2 separate regions of the Sus scrofa genome follow, and region 2 is linked to region 1. Evidence: chromatin contacts called from public HiChIP or PLAC-seq data. All regions are on one chromosome and are shown on one strand. Each heading gives the region's core, a stretch centred on a gene start, on an enhancer-like site or on the middle of the called end of the contact. The rest is flanking DNA. Distances are from core to core; before and after follow the strand shown. Region 1 has its middle 17 kb from the start of MAPKAPK2. Region 2 has its middle 26 kb from the start of IL19.

Region 1 (6,802 bases), core at 1,170-3,669:
CCAGTGTATTTAAGTGATTTAAAGTGAGGACTGGAGGAGTTCCCATTGTGGCTCAGCGGGTTAAGAACCTGATTCGTATCCATGAGGATGTAAGTTCGATCCTTGGCCTTGCTCAGTGGGTTAAGGATCTAGAGTTGCCATGAGCTATGGTGTAGGTTGCAGACATGGCTCGGATTCCACATTGCTGCAGCTGTGGGGCAGGCCGGCAGCTATAGCTTCAATTCTACCCCTAGCTTGGAAAATTTCATATGCCGCAGGTATGGCCCTAAAAAGAAAAAAATAAAAAGTCTAAAAATAAAATAAAGTAAGGACTGGAGTTGGGATTTGAAGGCAGGAAGCTGGGACCCAACCCTCTCTTCTTAAGCACCGTGCTCCCCTGAGCAGGGAGCAGGACCAAGCAGACCACCCAAAGAGGCCACCCAGGAGTTCCCATCATGCCTGTCATGGCTCAGGGGAAACGAATCTGACTAGCATCCATGAGGACACAGCTTCGATCCCTTTCCTCACTCCGTGGGTTAAGGATCCAGTGCTGCCATGAGCTGTAGTGTAGGTCGGGGATGTGGCTCAGATCTGACATTGCTTCGGCTGTGGCGTAGGTCGGCGGCTACAGCTCCATTTTGACCCCTAGCCTGGGAACCTCCATGTGCCACAGGTGTGGCCCTAAAAGACAAAAAAGGTGTGGGGCCACCCAAAGACAGCTTGGGGCATAATATTTTACCCTAGAGTTTCTCTTCCCATGACATGTCCTGCTGACTTCACCCTCATCCCAACTCTGGGAGGGGTCCACAGGTCCCTTTTCCAGGCTCAGAAAAAAATCACAGTGAAGAATTCCTGTCGTGGCGCAGCAGAAATGAATCCGATTAGGAACCATGAGGTTGCCAGTTCGGTCCCTGGCCTTGCTCAGTGGGTTAAGGATCCGGTGTTGCCATGAGCTGCAGTGTAGGTTGCAGACACGGCTCGGATCTGGCGTTGCTGTGGCTCTGGTGTAGGCCGGTGGCTACAGCTCCAATTGGACTCCTAGCCTGGGAACCTCCATATGCCTCGGGCGTGGCCCTAAAAGGACAAAAGACAAAAAAAGAAAAGAAAAAGAAAAAGAAAAATGAGACTCTGATGGTTATGTTTTTCCCCAGCCAAAATTCCAATCATCGATTCATTTGGCTCAAGATCTTGAACTGAAAGTCATTAAAGAAGGGGGTGGGGGGTGGAGGATGAGAACAAGAGCTCAGCATCCCCTTCTCTCTTCCTCTCTCTGCTCCCTGCTCAATGTTTTCTCTCTTCTGTTCCCTCTGCATTTTTCCCGAACGTCGCCCAGATGCGGAGCTATGTCCGAAACTCCAGCTTGCATCATTCACTCCCCACACAACTGTCTGCTCTCTTCTCCCTGGAAGTTGAGCTAACAAGGCAGTCTGAAAATCCGGTCATTTCCACTGTTGTTCAGACTTTCCAGGGGCTGTGGTGCCACAAATGGAAATGTCAACATGGGGCAATGACCGCGCCCTGACGCCCTGTTTTCTCACTACTGTTAAATCCATCGATTCCTGAGAAAGACGAAGGATATGAATAATCAGCCAAGCAGATGGAGTGTCAGGGGGTCAGGCCAGAAGAGAAAGCACAGCTCCCCGCCCCCCAAAAGAAAAGGGAAGAAAGGCATCCGGCCCTGGGAATATCTGCCGTGGGGACAAAACAGGCTCCAGAGAGAGGCGTCAGGCTCAGACCTGGCCTCAGCAGATAAGGTGTGTGGAGAAGAACCAGTTGATCACTGGACCTGTCCTTAAACATCGTCTGCCAGCTGTGGGAAGCTCTCTCTAGGAAATGGGGAAGGAAGTGGTAAGGAAGAACCCTGAGGGGCACACGGAGGAAGAAACACGTCATCAGAATAAAGTTGAAAAATTGGAGTTCCCGCTGTGGTGCAGTGGGTTAGTGATGGGGCTTGTCTCTGTGGAGGTGCCGTTTTGATCCCCAGCTGTGGGTGTAGCTGAAAAAGGAAAAAAAAAAAAAATCATAAGTCCTGGAAACTAGTTATTTAAAGACACTCCTTGGAATTCCTGATGTGGCGTAACGGACCAGCAGCCTCTCTGAGCCACTGGGATGAAGCTGTGACCCCTCGCCCAGCACAGCAGGTTAAGGATCCGGCAGGGCTGCAGCTGTGGTGTAGGTCGCAACCATGGCTCAGATTCCATCCCTTGCCCAGGGACTCCATATGCCATATGCCACGGGGCAGCCAAGAACAAAAATAAAATTAAAAAAAAAAAAAAAAGACACAAGTAAAACACACCACTCATGCGCGCGCGCACACACACACACACACCACACACACACACACACACACACACGCACGCACGGCCTGTGGCTGGGCCTCTGTCTTCTTTGGCTGGCTTCTTTGCCTTTAGGTCTGGTGCAGAAGATGGGGCTAGGCGTTTATCATTGGGCATTTTCGTCAGTTTCACTTCCTGTTTCTCATGCTGAAAGCATAATCATCATCGTAAGGATAATAATAGTTCCTCAGGCTTGCCTCTGCCTCCTATTTATCTAGGGCCTCCCAGAAGCGTGTGTATGAGTGGGAGGGGAACAGTATGGCTTATCGACTCTATTAATCAACAGCTGGGGGTGGAGGCAGGCAGTGGGGGTAAGGGAATGAACAGTGGAAAGTATTCAACTCATTTCTTTTTTCAAGAAGAGGAATCTAAATGGGTTGTAGTTCCCCAAATGGCTCTTCTCCCCTAGAGATGTTTGTCAATCCCTTCTCCCAGGGTCCTCCAAATATAAATCCTTCCCCCAAACTTTCATGCATCCCCATCTAGGAAATCCTTGTGCTCTGGGGCCCAGAGACCTTAAGCTGACTTCCTAGAGTCACACAGCAAGTCAGCCAGAAAGATAGGTCCAGACCAGCCTTCTTGCATCCATTAAAAGCTGTAACCGAGAAGGGAATTTCCAACTCTATGGGGAACTTGCAAAGTTGTTAGGAAAAAACCACAATTATTTCTGCTAAGGAAAAAATATGCATTCCCCTGCAGACTTGAAACCCCAGGACAATAAGAGGGAGGGTGTCCTTACTGGGAATGGGTTGGAACCAGCTGAGATTAGGAGGGGGTAGGGGGAAGAGCCTCCAGACTTTGATCAGGACAAGGGTTCACGGAATGGAAGTATCAGCCCACTGTTTTAATTTTTTACCACCAGTAAAAGGAGCTGTGTTCTGAGGACAAAGGTTGAGCACTTTACAGGCTCTGGGGACACGGATGGGAGTGGAGGTTGAAGGGGGGAGCCATTATCATGATGACAACAGTGAGGTGGTCCTTTCTTTAGATCCTGCCCTCCCCTTGGGGATCTGAGGATAAGTGGTGGGGGGATGGGGAAGCAGGTGGTTCAAGCATCCTTTCCATACAAACAAAAAAGGCAGTTAGGATTTCCTGTGGCGGCTCAGTGGTTAACAAACCCCAACAAGGATCCGTGAGGTTGCAGGTTCGATCCCTGGCCTCACTCCGTGGGTTAAGGATCCCGCAGTTGCTATGAGCTGTGGTGTAGGTCGCAGAAGAGGCTCGGATCTGATGTTGCTGTGGCTGTGGTGTAGGCCGGCAGCTGTAGCTCTGATTTGACCCCTAGCCTGGGAACCTCCATATGCCTTGAGTGCAGCCCTAAAAAGTAAGACAAAAGACAAAAGACAAAAAAAAAAAAAAAAAAAAAAAGGCAGGTAAAGAAAAAATTAAAACCATCAGAGAGAGCCCCTAATTAACTGGCTTAAGATTTTTAAAAGCGAAAGCTTCTTTCTAAAAAAGACGCAAAGACACACACAGACACACACCCCACACCCTGAAGCGCTACCTAACCACACTAAGGCTCAGAGGACACGATATCACACGTTTACTTATTGTGATATTTATTGTCAGATATCTCTTCCTCAAAGGACAGCATAAGCCTGGGGCTGGATGCTGAGTGCCAGGCTGATGATGTGAAAATGAAAAGTTAACTGTGAGCCTGTCAATAATCAACCTGGGGCTGGCAGATGATGAATCCACGCAGGGAGGGAATAATAATAACACCAAACACGCATATAGCAGTCTGTTCTGAGCTCTTTACACATAGCTGCTCGTATAAAACTCACAGCAAGCCTGTGAGACAAGCCGCAACTCTTATGATCTACACGCTTATCATCCACACTTGTTTCAACACTGGCTGTCCTTGCATCTCAGAACCTGTAGAAAAACTGGGATTTTTTATTTTACTATTTTATTTTATTATTTTATTGCTTTTTTAGTGCTACACTCACGGCATATGGAGATTCCCAGGCTAGGGATCGAATCAGAGCTGTAGCTGCCAGCCTACGCCACAGCCACAGCAACACAGGATCTGACATCCAAGCCGCATCCATGACCTACACTATAGCTCATGGCAACACCAGATCCAAGATGCCACAGATCCTATTGCGCCACAACAGGAACTCCATAATTATGCACTTTAAAAAATGGTTTAACGCAGATGCTGTTACATTTAGAATGGATAGACAATGGAGTTCCCTTCATGGCTCAGTGGTTAACGAACCCAATGAGGATCCATGAGGGTGTGGGTTCGATTCTGGCCTCGCTCAGTGGGTTAAGGATCTGGCATTGCTGTGAGCTGTGGTGTAGGTTGCAGACGCAGCTCAGATCCTGAGTGGCTGTGGCTCCGATTCAACCCCTGGCCTGGGAACTTCCACATGCCATGGGTGTGGCCCTAAAAAGAAAAAAAAAAAAAAAAAAGGAATGGGTAGACAATGAGGTCTCGCTGTATAGCACAGGGAACTATGTCCAATCACTGGTGAAGAACATGATGAAAGATAATATGACAGGAGTTCCCGTCATGGTTCATTGTGTGTAGATGGGTCACTTTGCTGTAGAGCAGAAATTGACAGAAAAATGTAAATCAACTATAATAAAAAATTTTTAAATGGTTTAACATTGTCACTTTTATGATATATACATCTTACCACAATGAAAATTTATTTATTTATTTATTTTGTCTTTTTTGCCATTTCTTGGGCCCCTCCTGCGGCATATGGAGGTTGCCAGGCTAGGGGTCTAATTGGAGCTGTAGCCACCGGCCTGCGCCAGAGCCATAGCAACTCAGGATCCGAGCCACGTCTGTGACCTACACCACAGCTCACAGCCACACCGGATCCTTAACCCACTGAGCAAGGCCAGGGATGGAACCCTCAACCTCATGGTTCCTAGTCGGATTCGTTAACCACTGCGCCACGACAGGAACTCCCACAATGAAAATTTAAAGTACACTCAGCAAAATAAGTTCTTGAAAATAATTTTGAAACACCCTGTGCAGCATTGCTCCTAAATGTACACCTATCTGAAGACTTGTCCATTCAGAGCATTCATGCACTCAGTTCATTTTCATTCTGAGCTCTCAGTGCAAAAGGGAAGGAATGGGTACTGCAGGGATCATCTGGTCTCAGGCAGAAGGAAGGAAGGGAAGGAGGGAAGGAAGGAAAGAGGAAAGGAAGGAAAGAAACAGTGGCAAAAGCTCTGTTAATTTACATGAGGAAAGACTCATGATCCTAGTCAAAGCCTTTCCTTAAAGGAGAAGAAGAATTTGTTCTCTGGCTTGTTTCCCACCAATAGCATCCAGTGTCTGATAGCGTCACAGTACGTATTTTTTAATTGTCCAGTAAGGTGCCTAAAAATAAATGTAAATCATAAAGACTAAGCACCAGCAGCAGTAACAAACTAGACTCAGGACTTTGTCTTTCCAGCCTGAGCGTTACGATCACCAGGTCACTCTGACCTTCCCTGGCAGTCAGCCCTGGGCAGCTGGAAAAGGTGACTTCCGGACAGGATGCGAAGAGCCTGGCAGCCTCAAGGGGCTGAGACATGTGGGGTGTCTCTGATCCAGGCTGAGGGACAGCAATGCCAGCCTCTATCAGGGAAGACCTCCCCAGCAATGGGACTAATGGGGTCCCAGGATCAGGAAGCATCCCCCTTACCTACAGCAACTCCCCACTGGGCATCAGGAACTGCCCACCTGCCGCACTGGGAGAGGCAGTGGCAGCCCTGAGGGGCAGGCAGTGCCTCCATCACCCCCACTTTATAAATATGGAAACAGGTAGGCTTGACTAAAGATACTCAAACAGGTAGTTTCTTATCCTTCACGGTACAAAAAGGAAAAGGGACTCCATATGTTCATTGGAACCAGGCTGCTCTTCACCGCAGAGCTCCAGTGCTTACATGTTACATGTCCATCCATAAAATTGAAAGAGGATTCTGGCTAGGGGCCATAAATGCAATCAGGAGAAAGATGAAGAAGCTAGAGAGACTCAAAGGAAACACAGTCTTGTTTGTTTGTTTGTTTGTTTTTTCTGCGAGTTTAGGACCAACACAGCGGACAAAGCAGCAGCTCCTCTGTAACTTTATCCCTGTATTCACCACCAGAGGGGGCAGTTGCTCCACATCGGTGGTCTCTCTGCCGGGCAGAGAAGGTAATTAGAAGGGTGAGACCCCTATAAGTCCTAAGGGTCTTTTAGCTCTGCCTTGCCCCAGTGCTGCCTGTGTTTACTTAGCAAATGTCACCCTGTTTTAGATAAGGGAGACACTGCAGGGATCATCTGGTCTCAGGCAGCTGGCTGTTTCCCTCCCCCGCAAAGAGCTCCAGAAATAGACTCCAGCACCTTGCTGGGCTGTGGCACAAGGCTCTCAGGGTGGCCTGCTGGCTGCCCACAGCCTCTGAGACAGGAGCCAGGTGAGGGCAGATAAACTCCCCTGGGCTGGGCCACCGCGCATTAGCCTCCGCGGAGAAAGACGGCTTCCGTCTCCTGCCCAGG
Region 2 (6,802 bases), core at 1,155-3,654, 150 kb before region 1:
TTCTGTATTCTTTTACTTTTGAATTATTTTTGTCTTTAAAGAGTTTTTCTTGTAGAGAGCATCACATAGTTCAGCCTTATTTTTTAATGCAATCTGATGAGTTCTGTTTTTTGTTTGTTTGTTCATTTGTTTTAATTTAGGGCTGCACCCATGGCATGTGGAGATTCCCACGCTAGGGCTCAATCAGAGCCAAGCTGCCGGCCTACACCATCGTCACAGCAATGCCAGATTCTTAACCCACTCATTGGGGCCAGGGATTGAACCCATAACCTCATGGATACTAATCAGGTTTACTACCACTGAGCCACAATGGGAACTCCAAGCCCTGCTGTTTTAATTAAGGTGTTTAGGTATTTAATATGATTATTGATACAGCTGTCTACCCTCTATTTTTTCCTATTTCTATCATCTGTTTTTTAATGCTTTTCCCCTCTCTTTTTCTGATAGCTTTTTTTTTTTTTTTTTTTTTTTTTTCTTTTTTTGGCTGCCCCTCAGCATATAGAGTTCCTGGGCCAGGAATCATATTTGAGCTACATTGCCATCTATGCCACAACTGTGGCAAAGCCAGATCTCCCCCACCCCCACCCCCACCCCCTGCTTTTCAGAGCCACACTCACAGCCTATGGAGATTCCCAGGCTAGGGGTCAAATCCCAGCTACAGCTGCTGGCCTACACCACAGCCACAACACCACCAGATCCGAGCCGCATCTATGACTTACACCAGAGCTCATGGCAACACCAGATCCTTAACCCACTGAGCGGGGCCAGGGATCAAACCCACAACCTCATGGTTCCTAGTCGGATTCATTTCTGCTGCGCCATGACGGGAACTCCCAAAGCCAGATCCTTTAACCCACTGTGCCTGGCAGGGGATTGAACCTGCGTCCTGGCACTGCAGAGATACTACTGATCCTGTTGTGCCACAGTGAGAACTTCCTGATTACTTTTTAATTCATTGAGGTTATTATATTTGTTGTTGTTGTTGTTCCATTTTATCTCCTTTGTTGGCTTACATATAACTCCTTTTTGTTGTTTTAGTGGTTGCCTTGGGGGGGGTTTAGTAGACATATTTCACTTATCACAGTCTATGTCCAAATCATATTATACTACTTCACATTAAGTATATAATCTTACAATAGTGTACTTCCTTTTCTCCCTCTCAACCTTCATTCTATTTTTGTTGTATTTTACCTATTCTTATTTTATAAACTCCAAAATACAGTATTTCTTTGTTTAAATAGCTGATTATTATTTAAAGAAAAAAATCTGATGTATTTATTCATGTAGTACCATGCTCTTTAATCCTTTGTGTGCCTTCAGATTCCCATCTGGTATAATTTTTCTTCTGGCTAAAGGATTTTTTTTTTTTTTTAACATTTGTTGTAGTGCAGGCCTGCTGGCAATGAATCCATTCAACTTTTGTATATCTAAAATAGTCATTTTTTAAAAGATATTTTCACCAGTTATAGAATTGTAGATTGACAGATTTCTTTTCAGATACTTGAAAGATAATGCTCCATGTCTTTGCACTTGCATCGTTTCCAATGAGAAATCTGTTCAATTTATCTTTGTTCTTCTATACATATTGTGTCTTTTGCTGACAGCTTCTAGGACATGTTTATGACTTGCCTTTGTGTTATTTTCTTGCTAAGACTATGTTTTACACAGGATTATGCTGCTTCCATTTTGCTGATTCTAATCCCCCAAATCATGTTGCTTAATCATGATTCATAGATACAATGTTAAAGATACAATGTAGATAACTGTATCAGTCAGGAATCCCCAGAGAAATGGAATCAAAATCTTTTAATATGCAAATCAATTTTTCTTAGTTTCTTAAATTCCATCTAAGTATAGTTGATTTACAATGTAAATAGGTTTATTGGAAGAAATTGACTTACCCAGTTACACAGGCTAGCAAGTCTGAAATCTGTGGGGGTGGGGGTGGACAGGCTGAAAATTCTCTGGCAAAAGCTAATGTTGCAATCTTGAAACAGAATTTCTTCCTCCAGGAAACCTCAGTTTTTGCTCTTATGGTCTTTCAACTGATTGTAAGACGACCACCCACATCATTGAGGGTAATCTCCTCTACTTAAAATCAGCTGATTATAGATGTTCACCAAGCCTACAACATATCCTGACAGCAACACTTAGATTCATATTTCATTAAATAACTGTGTTCTATAGACCCGCCAAGTTGATACATAAAACTAAGGATCACAGTATCTAAAAGGGTTAAAAGGAACTGGAAAGTATCATAGAAGGTGAAACTGTTAAGATTTGAGGAAACAAAGGAAAAAGATTGAAACTGTTTAAAAAGAAACTTAGTAGAGAGGCCCTGAGGAACCAAAACTCAGACCTCTTAGTAGGAGGCATTGCTCAGCCAGTGTTAGACTTCCGAATTCAGAAGAGGACTCAGGGGTATGGAACCCAGACATCTGGGGAAGGGGCACTGGCTAGCTATTGTGGGTATCCGCAAAGGAGACTAGATGAGGCTGATTCTGCAAATGTTACAAAAACTGCAAACTGGATTCAGCGGCAGCTACAAGAAGAAAATGCTTATGTTATGATAAAGAAATGTGCTGGGGTCATACTCAGAGGAACCACAATCAGACAGGAAACCCTCAAGAACTACACAGCAGGGAGCAAACCTCTCGTTCCTCCTTCAGCCTTGCAGTCTCCATCCAGTGTCCCTATCAGCAGAGCCAACTGCAAAGGCAAAATTGTGGTTTTTCAGAGACTAGCTCCAGGATCCTTGGTGCTCAAGTTCACCAAGGCTGCTGGTACCAAGAAGCGATTCCAGAAGCTCTGAGGCTGGATGCCAGCCCACTCTCCCAAACAAAATAGTTATTTTCCCATTCAAAAAAAAAAAAAAAGTTGGAATCGAGACACAATAAGTTAACCAACTGACACACGCCACCCCTTTAGCTAGTCAGCATCCATAACTACAAAAATTTCAACTGTGGTATAACTACAAAATAATTCTTTGTCTCCTCCTCAAAATACAACTTTTTTGCAAATAAACCAAGACAGTGCTGACTTCTCCCCCAGATTCAGAGCTGTAAGATCTCCACTGCCATTGCAGCCATCTCTGAGCAACATCCATTATTTTTCAAATTCAGCCACAATCCCATTTGCACATATGCATTCCAAAAACCAGATTGAAAGGTAACTTCCAACAAAACATGTAAAAATAATAAGGATCAGCAAGAGAGAGAAGAATAAAGTCTTTCATGCACTCAATTATATATACACACTTTCACATAATAAGCAAGGACATAACTGGTCATGAGGCCATAATTGAGATTTACAAGTCAATTATAACTCCTTCTTCTACTACCCGTTTCATATATCCTTTGTCTTCATCCAATCCCTAAGATGGTTGAGTTTTTTTTTAAACAGCAAGGTAATCTATCTTGCCTAAGGGTCTGAATCATCCCTGGTTATGGCTTTGGCAGGGGGTGGGAAAATGGTCATCTTCTATTAACTTTTATTGTTGGACTTGAAAATACTCAAAGGCACCCCAGTGAATACCCTGCATTCCAGATCTAGTCCTCCCTGCCCCCAGTGAGAGGCAGTAACACATTTTTCCTATGGTAGTCCATATCAGTCACCCCAGCCAGCAGGGTAACTCTTTCTTTTGCCGGTTGGTTCAGTAACATGCAGAACTCAGCATAGCCGGGGGCAGTCTCATCTTCCAAATCAATGCAATATTAGGGCATGTCCTGCTAGAAGTTTTCTTGGGAATCAAGACTTCAAACCAGCAGAGCTCCAAGTCCCAGGGATTGGAAGCAAAAAATCTGTGGGAAGACTATGAGATTTAGTGTGAGAGGAGCCAGTCTACTTCCACCTTTAATTCCCAGACCTGTGCAGTCTGGCTATGGGAAACCCAGGACTATGTATTTGTCTATGATTCAAAATAGTCTGTGACCTCTGTCCTTTGAGGGTGTAATTTCTTTCTTTCTTTCTTTTTTTTTTTTTTTTTGACCTTTTTTTTGGGCCGCACTCCCAGCATAAAGAGGTTCCCAAACAGAACTGTAACCACTGGCCTACACCAGGGCCACAGCAACGTGGGACCTGGGTCGTGTCGGCAACCTACAACACAGCTCAAACAAATGCCAGATCCTTAACCCGCTGAGCGAGGCCAGGGATCAAACCTGCATCCTCATGGATGCTAATCGGGTTTGCTAACCACTGAGCCACGACAGGAATTCCCTGAGGGTATAAATTCTTAACTGGTGCCATATGTGCAGTAATTTTTGCATCTGCTAGGCCAGCTGCTTTTGGGTGGTGGGGTATGTGGGATGTGGGATGTGATCCCATGGGCATAAGCCCATTGCTGACCTTCTTTTGAAATTATTTTCTTCATCAAAAGCAATGTTGTGTACAGTAGAGTACACCATATTTTGTAATCACAGATGGTGCTGGCAGAAGATTCTTGGGCAAGAAAGCAAATACATACTTGGGATACTTATCTCCTCCAGTGAGGAAACATTTTTGCTCCTCTCCAAGACAGAAGGGGTGCAATGTAATCAACTTGCCCCCAGGAACTGCCTTTTAGGGAAGGGTGCCATATTTGGGGCTTAGTTTAGTTGGAAAATTAGGCAATCAGAAGCACTGATGGTCAAAAAAAAAAAGGGTTGATTAGGGTAAGTCTATGCTATTGAGCCCACACTTAAGCCTGATCCCTGCCATTATGGCCACTTTCTACACAGGCCCATTAAGTAACCACTGAAATAGCTGGGGCAAGGTCTTAAGTGAAAGCCATAGGATGGGTCATTTTGTACAGAAATACAAAATTCAATGTCTTTTTTTTTTTTTTTCATTTAAAATATATAGGTGTGGGGTTCCCATCAGGGCACAGCAGAAATGAATCCGACTAGGAACCATGAGGTTTTGGGTTCGATCCCTGGCCTTGCTCAGTGGGTTAAGGATCTGGCGTTGCCGTGAGCTGTGGTATAGGTTGAAGACTCGGCTTGTATCTAGCATTGCTATGGCTGTGGTGTAGGCTGGCAGCTGTAGCTCTGATTTGACCCCTAGCCTGGGAACCTCCATATGCCACGGGTGCAGCCCTGAAAAGCAAAAAAAAAAAGTAGAGGTGTAATAGTTTGAAACAATTCTAGAATTTTCCTGTGCCTCACCTAGAGGGCTTTTCTCTCTCTTTTTTTTTTTTTTTTTTTTGTCCCTATATATATATATATTTTTTAATTACAAAATTCAGTGTCTTAATGAATTGTCTTCAGGACCCTCTGGTTGATGTACTGGGGGGAGGGGAGAGGTGTGCAGATCTCAGGTGATAAAGCCTCTTCTTCATCATCCCTTTCCTCTGAGTCTTGAAGTCAGAGAAGTTCTAGCATTCCAACCTTATTAAACATAAGAGACCATTGAGTCTAAGGTTCAGTCTAAGCCAACCAAGAAATTTTTAGAGCCATTTCCACTTGTAAGAGCTAATACTTTAAGCCAGAATATCTAATGAATGTACCCAATAAATTTGATCTGATAAAGTGCTATATTCTATCATCCTTAGTCAAGCACCCTTATAATATATTCCTACACATTCTAACATGTATTACAAAATCTTGTACTTCTTTTAGTGTATAAGCTATTTCCTCCTGAGTCAGATTTTGTACTTGTCCCCTCTAGAAGAAATCTGTGATCTGACCCTAATTCTGAGTCCAGTGGCAGCAGTTGGGGTGGGTTTTGAGAGGAATGGGCATACCCTTGAAGGCAACTGCTCCCAAATAACATGGCTATAAGGTTTCCAAAAGCACAGATGGGATGGTGGATTCTGTACCTGGCAACTGCTGAGCTATAATGCACCGTCCACTGATTAATAAAAGGAAATTCCTGCCAGTCTCATTAGAAATTAAGGAAAGTATCTTGCAAGTCATTTATTGGCAATGAATCTTTCTCACCACCCCCAGCCTGCTCCCTCGGCCACCAAATTTCTTGTTTGAAATGACTCCCATCTGATGAGCCCAGACTGCTGTGGTGCCACCTAGTGGCAGTTGCTCCCCAAACCTTATCTTCTCACACGCTACCATAACAGGTGAAGAGGGCACTGACTCACATTTTTTGGTGATTCTCCTAGATGCCCGGAGGTTGGGATGGATGAGGTGAAAGAAAATATCATCTTTTTTTTTTTCTTTTTGTCTTTTTTCCATTTCTTGGGCCACTCCCGTGGCGTATGGAGGTTCCCAGGCTAGGGGTCGAATCGGAGCTGTAGCTGCCAGCCTACGCCAGAGCCACAGCAACGCCAGATCCAAGCCACGTCTGTGACCTACACCACAGCTCACGGCAATGCCGGATCCCTAACCCACTGAGCAAGGCCAGGGATTGAACCCACAACCTCATGGTTCCTAGTCGGATTTGTTAACCACTGAGCCATGACAGGAACTCCGAGTAGTTTTTTTAATTAATCTGCCCAACAGGATGTTATTAGTCCTACTCAGCTTCCATCCCCCTTCCTTCTGGAGTCAGTAACCTCATTATCCTCTGGGAAACTGCCTCTCTCTCACTTGTGGTCCATGCAGGTGCTGGATGGAGCTGAACATGCCTCCTTCCAGGAAGGAGAGTGTGCTGTCTATGAAGCTATGCAGCAGCCCTTCTCAGGTCCCTAGATTGATTCAAGGGGGTAGGTACATGACCCAAGCCAGGTCAGAGTCAGTGAGGATTAACCCAAGGTTAATGTCCCAAGAATTAGAAGTGGAAACCTCTTTCCTCTCATTGGGCTTGGAAAACTAGAAGGATGGAAGCCCGGACCAATTTGGTGCCACTCCCTGGGAACAGCGCACCCAAGAAT

The links. HiChIP or PLAC-seq counts read pairs in DNA pulled down with a chosen protein or histone mark.
Region 2: an H3K27ac HiChIP or PLAC-seq map of alveolar macrophages shows a contact between it and region 1. The contact joins two enhancer-like sites. A contact is called at or near these places in 1 of 47 Hi-C or Micro-C datasets (fetal heart ventricle) and 1 of 2 datasets of contacts at active chromatin or transcription factors (alveolar macrophages).

The regions. Positions count from the first base shown.
Region 1 is chr9:67,293,903-67,300,704 of Sscrofa11.1, reverse strand. No RefSeq gene overlaps it. Among named protein-coding and RNA genes, the nearest start is that of MAPKAPK2, 17 kb to the left of the region's middle. Within about 2 kb of position 2,419, at least 19 of the 83 cell types and tissues checked have an H3K27ac peak or open chromatin away from gene starts, as enhancers often do. A contact at or near this core is called in alveolar macrophages, where this site is marked.
Region 2 is chr9:67,440,478-67,447,279 of Sscrofa11.1, reverse strand. No RefSeq gene overlaps it. Among named protein-coding and RNA genes, the nearest start is that of IL19, 26 kb to the left of the region's middle. Within about 2 kb of position 2,404, at least 11 of the 83 cell types and tissues checked have an H3K27ac peak or open chromatin away from gene starts, as enhancers often do. A contact at or near this core is called in alveolar macrophages, where this site is marked.